Regions from separate parts of the Mus musculus genome. Here region 1 is linked to region 2. Evidence: chromatin contacts called from public HiChIP or PLAC-seq data. All regions are on one chromosome and are shown on one strand. The core of a region is the stretch at or near the end of the contact, and the rest is flanking DNA. Distances in the headings are between cores, read along the strand shown.

What was found. HiChIP or PLAC-seq counts read pairs in DNA pulled down with a chosen protein or histone mark.
Region 1: an H3K27ac HiChIP or PLAC-seq map of embryonic stem cells shows a contact between it and region 2, with 2.3 times the contacts expected there. The contact joins two enhancer-like sites. A contact is called at or near these places in 1 of 39 promoter capture datasets (pre-B cells), 1 of 484 Hi-C or Micro-C datasets (the G1E-ER4 cell line) and 1 of 115 datasets of contacts at active chromatin or transcription factors (embryonic stem cells).

Annotation. Positions count from the first base shown.
Region 1 is chr3:146,409,458-146,412,157 of GRCm38.p6, reverse strand. All of the region lies in intron 1 of Ssx2ip (synovial sarcoma, X 2 interacting protein), which reads right to left. Among named protein-coding and RNA genes, the nearest start is that of Ssx2ip, 6.2 kb to the right of the region's middle. Within about 2 kb of position 1,272, at least 25 of the 459 cell types and tissues checked have an H3K27ac peak or open chromatin away from gene starts, as enhancers often do. A contact at or near this core is called in the G1E-ER4 cell line and embryonic stem cells, where this site is marked.
Region 2 is chr3:145,967,882-145,970,581 of GRCm38.p6, reverse strand. No RefSeq gene overlaps it. Among named protein-coding and RNA genes, the nearest start is that of Gm35352, 18 kb to the left of the region's middle. Within about 2 kb of position 1,356, at least 56 of the 459 cell types and tissues checked have an H3K27ac peak or open chromatin away from gene starts, as enhancers often do. A contact at or near this core is called in the G1E-ER4 cell line and embryonic stem cells, where this site is marked.

The DNA.
Region 1 (2,700 bases), core at 23-2,522, 440 kb before region 2:
GCCATCTGGCCCCACAGAGCAATCTCTTCCTCTGTGAACTCCACCAAAGACAGGATTCTAACCATATCTCCCACCTGGGCAAAGGCTGAATAAAATAGTGTGGATATGCAAATGATGGTAGACTCGTGAAGACGTGATTTCAGTGATGCCCCCAGCTAGACGTGGCAGTGCTACTGTCTTTCTAGCACAGGTAGCTGAGCACCGTGGCTGCAGCACAGTCCTCATCCCCCGCCCCCGCCCTCCCCCAGTGTTGCTGCAGCAGGAGAGACTGCAGCACACATGCACCCTAAGAGGTGGGTCTGGAAACAGCAGAGTCCTTCACAACAACAGGGCAGTGGCTCAGGGAATAACCCTGCAACAACCCAAGCACGCACTTGTTCCCAAGATGGGTGGTTATGTGGCCATCAGAAACCCAGTGACACACAACAGATAAGGGACACCCAACAGAACGAGTGTTCCAAGAGACAGGACATTTAACACTTGGTTTTTAATTGTGCACATATGGAAAACAAGAGTGACACATCTGTAAAACACAGACTGAGGCAGGATTCAGCAGTCACTGCCTCACAGGAAGGGACAGAGGGGTTTATACAGAGGGTACTGTCAAAGTCCCCTTCTGTATTACATGTCTTATCATTAAAGTAAACAAGATGAGCTCACAATAGACTGTGTAATGAGCGCTGAGAGAAGGACTCAGTCAGTAAACTGCCCGTCTCAGAGGCCCAAGGACCTGCATTTGGATCCCAGGAATCCATGGAAAACCAGGCACTGGAAGACAGGAGGCAGAGCCAAGCAAATTCATGGACAGTCACAAGATCCCTATCATCAGCCATGTTATTTGATGTTTAGGCAGGCTGAAACAATTCCCATCCTTCACTCTGGATATATTGAGTTAAGAGTGTATAAAGCTCGGCTGGAGAGATGGCTCAGCAGTAAAGAGCACCAGCTGTTCTTCCAGAGGTCTTGAGTTCAATTCCCAGCAACCACATGTTGGCTCACAACCATCTGTAATGGGGTCTGGCGCCCTTTTCTGGTGTGTCTGAAGAGAGCAATTGTGGGGCACTCATATGTATTAAATTAATTCATTTTAAATAAAGAGTGTATAAAGCTGCATCAGGATCTTTGGAACACTGTTTTTTTCCTCCAGGTTTGTAGCTGTCGATAAGTATGTAGATGACGTGTGTAAACTGTCTCTTTAGTTCTTTGCCATGTGGCCAAGTCCCAGGCCAGTAACGGACTCTATCTCAAACGAAAGGTAGAAGGCATCTGAGGACTCGCACACAAGGTTGTCCTCTTATCTTCCACACGTGTGCTGCCCATGCATTTACCCTGCCCACGTGACCCCACGGAAATGCATCAACATACATGCACTCATGCGTGTGCATGCACACACACACACACACACAGAATGTGTGGTGAACCAAGGAATACAAACTAGCTAATTATTTGTAGTTAAAATCCTTTATAAATTTTTTAAAATGTGTACTGTTAGTCACATTTAAAAAAAATATTTTAAATTCTTTCCGGTCCTTCTAGCCATGGGGCACATGAGCCAGGGGTCCTGGGATCCGTCTGTTTTATGTCTTCCCTGAAAGTAGAAAGACCAGTCACTCTGGCTACAGTTTAGAGACCTATGAAGCTATCCACAGACTGGCAAAAGATCGGTGGGGTGAGAATTAAGAAGACATACGCCTTCTGATGTGCAAGACCAGCAAGGGAGACAGTGACATTGCCACCATCCACCACAGGCCACATGTGGCTCACTGGCTCCGCCCCTTACTCCTTAGATGGCCGTAGGAAAGGAATGGGTGGGTACTGCCTTGTTCTGTTGATGCAAGAGACTAAGAGACAGCTTACCTTCAGCTACACACCAGGAGGAGGAAACGCCAGCTACACTCCCCTAGGCCCTGACTCAGCAAGCACTGAGCACATGGCGGAAGGCCGTGAGCCTGTCTCTTCATTTCAGAAGAAGATGGCTCCTGGCTGATCATGTCTAAGATGCTGTTGCCCCTTTTTATTCTAGATCTGACAGACAGGGCTATTCTATAAAGGGGAACAGTACCCAAGACGCTGTCTTCTAGCCGGGAAGAACCAAAACCAAGACCAAGAGAAGAGCATGATAGCGTGTTAAGGAGCCAGTGCCCCTCAGGAGCCTAAGTATCTACGGGCCACAAGAACATTACAGGACTAAAACTTGTATTTGCTCTTGGAATTCTTTTAAAGCATATTTTGCAGATTTCCTTCAAACTTAACATTTCCAAAGTAAGTTCTATTTTTAGCAGCTCCAGTACTTTTTAGTGCTCACTGTATTTCAGGAACTAAAATAAGAAAAATTTAAAGTTTTTGTTTGTTTGTTTGTTTGTTTGAGACAGGGTTTCTCTATGTACCCCTAGCTATCCTGGAACTTACTATGTAGACCATGCTGGCCCGGTCTCACAGAGACCCAACAGCTTGAGTCTTTTGAGTACTGGGATTAAAGGTGTATACCACCACACCCTGTAACTTTAATTTTTTTCAAATCCTATTTTTAATGATGGTTCTTAAACGATTTAACCTCCCTTTTAGCCCACCACCACCGCAGGTAGTGGGAAAGAAAAGATACAGGAAGCGGACCTATTTAGAAAGCATCTTTGGAGCAACTCCTGTCTGCATTGTCTGGAAATCGGCAGTTCAGTTCACAGGTTAGCAGTGGCAGCTCTA
Region 2 (2,700 bases), core at 107-2,606:
TCACTGGCACACTAGAGTTCCAAAGCTTTGAAAGTTGGGGGGGGGGGGGGTCATCATTTAATTTTTGACTAGTGACATACTTTTGGCTCAAAAGGCTGCTTGATTTAGTTATGGGGTTCAGTACAAGTTTCTAAAGGTGAGGGTCTCTCCTGAATGCCAACAAATTCATCACAACTGGATGTCTTTTTTTTTGGGGGGGGGGGTGATTCAAGACTGATTTCTCTGTGTGGCCCTGGCCATCCTAGAACTCTATCTGTAGACTCAGAGATTTGCCTGCCCTGCCTCCTGCGTGCTGGGGTTAAAGGGGAGCGAGCAGATATCCTGGTCTTAAGAATTGGCAATAGGAGAAGATGCTCTGAGTCCTACTGCAACTTGTTAAACCAGGGCCGGTTGATGTCCATGGGAGGCCTCCTCTTTTCTGAGGAGAAAGGGAGGACGTGAGCATGGGGGAGGGGAGATGGGAGGAGAGGAGGAAGGGAAAGACATGATTCAGAAATAGATTTTTATTTATTTATTTATTTATTTATCTATTAAAACGGGGGGGGGGGGAGTAGTGATTCCCCATGGTGACTGTCTCTACCCTCCACACCCAGCTGACCCTCCCCACCTCGGGTCTTTTAGAGTCTTAGTGTTTACAGAGTACATTCTGAATTCCTGAGCTCAGCCTAGGAGCCGGCAGAATGCGACTGCTCCGGTCTTTTCCTCCTTTACTGCTTCAATCTGTTCTGGCTGCCATTAAAAAACAAAACAAACAAACAAACAAACAAACAAAAAACCCACACACCGGGTGGCTTACAAACAACCGTTCTCCAGGCTAGGAGGTCAAAGATCAAGGTAGCAGTAGGTCTGAGGTCAGGAGAGGGACTGAGTTCTTGTTCACACTCAGTACTCCCTTCCTGGGTCCACACGTGGTAGATGGGGTCAAGAGCCACACGTGCGCTTCGTTTATTTTAAATTACTTTCTAATTACATTTTTATTTTGTGTGGATGTGGAGGACAGAGCAAAGGACAACTCTGTGGAGTTAATGCTTTCACCATGTGGGTTCCAGGGATTGAACTCTAGGCTGGTAGGCTCAGCAGCAAGCGCCTTTACTCACTCAGCCATGTAGCCAGCCTTTGGACCTCTTTTCATAAACACTCGGGATTCCATCCAAAAGTCTAACTTCCTGATACCAACCCACCGAGGGCTAGGATTTCTACAAAGGAACGAGGTAGGGGTGGAGGAGGGGCAGCACTGTGACACTCAGATCCTAACTTCCCCGAGGCATCCTTTCATTCTCCTAGAGGTTAGCTTGAGCACGCCTGTGGGTGAGGGGTTATCTTGAATTCCTTAGCTGAGGTGAGAGACCCACCCAGAGCCGCACTAGTGACACCCAGAGCCCACCCAGAGCCGCACCATTTCCTGGCTGGGTTCTGGACCACTGGAGCGGAGAAAGAGCTGAGTAAAGGCTTACGCGTGCGCTGCCTTCTGCTTCCTGAGATGCCTGAGCAGCTGCTTCCGTCTCCTGCCGCCTTGACTGCCTGGCCACAAGGCCTGGAGCCTTGAACTGAGCCCTGTGAACCCTTCATCCTGAAGTCTCTTTTACCAGAGGATTTTGTTTGTTTGTTTGGTTGGTTGGTTTTTTGAGACAGGGTTTCTCTGTATAGTCCTGGCTGTCCTGGAACTCACTTTGTAGACCAGGCTGGCCTTGAACTCAGAAATCCGCCTGCCTCTGCCTCCCAAATGCTAGGATTAAAGGCCTGCGCCACCACCGCCCGGCCTTCCCAGAGTATTTTATCACGGAAACAGGGAAAGAAGTCAAGACACCCTCCAGCCATGCTCCTTTCTCCCTCTTGAACCTGCCAGAGCGTTTCCTGCTCATCGCCTTGAAAGGGACTTCAGGGCTAGTTCTTGTTCCTCCTGCAGGATGTGTCTCTAGTGACGCAAAGACTGATCACAGCGAGTATGATAAACGATAATGTTCTTTTGTTTTGTTATTGATAAATTTACTGCTGTCTGTCCGTCCCATTAATAATATGTGAATATATATATACATATATATATATATATATATATATGTGTGTGTGTGTGTATTTATATATTTATATATATGGCACAACCATAGGTACCTTGCCTGTTTTCAAGTTTCAGTTCAAATATTTTTTTTCTTTTTGTTTTTTTTTAAAGATTTATTTATTATATGTAAGTACACTGTAGCTGTCTTCAGACACCCCAGAAGAAGGCATCAGATCTCATTACGGATGGTTGTGAGCCACCATGTGGTTGCTGGGATTTGAACTCCTGACCTTCGGAAGAGCAGTCGGGTGCTTTTACCCACTGAGCCATCTCACCAGCCCTGTTTTTTTTTTTTTTTTTCCTATTCTCAGGAACTGACAAATAGTCAATAATAACCGAAGAATGAATGAATGAATGAATGAATGCAAGAGGAGGCTTTGGTTTAGAAACAAATATACAAAGACTAAGTAAGACATGAGGAAAAAATTATGAAACCACAAAAACCAAGCTGGCAGTAATAGGAACCATTTTTAAACCTCAGTTATTGTTCTAGAATGAGCACAGGGTTATTGTTCTAGAATGAGCAGGGCATCGATTGCTTTGTTCATTTGTTATTAAAATTCTAACAGTTTTTTTCCCCCTCAATCTGACACCCAGACAATACCTGTTAATGCTGTTCATCTCAAGAGCTAGTAATAAGAAAA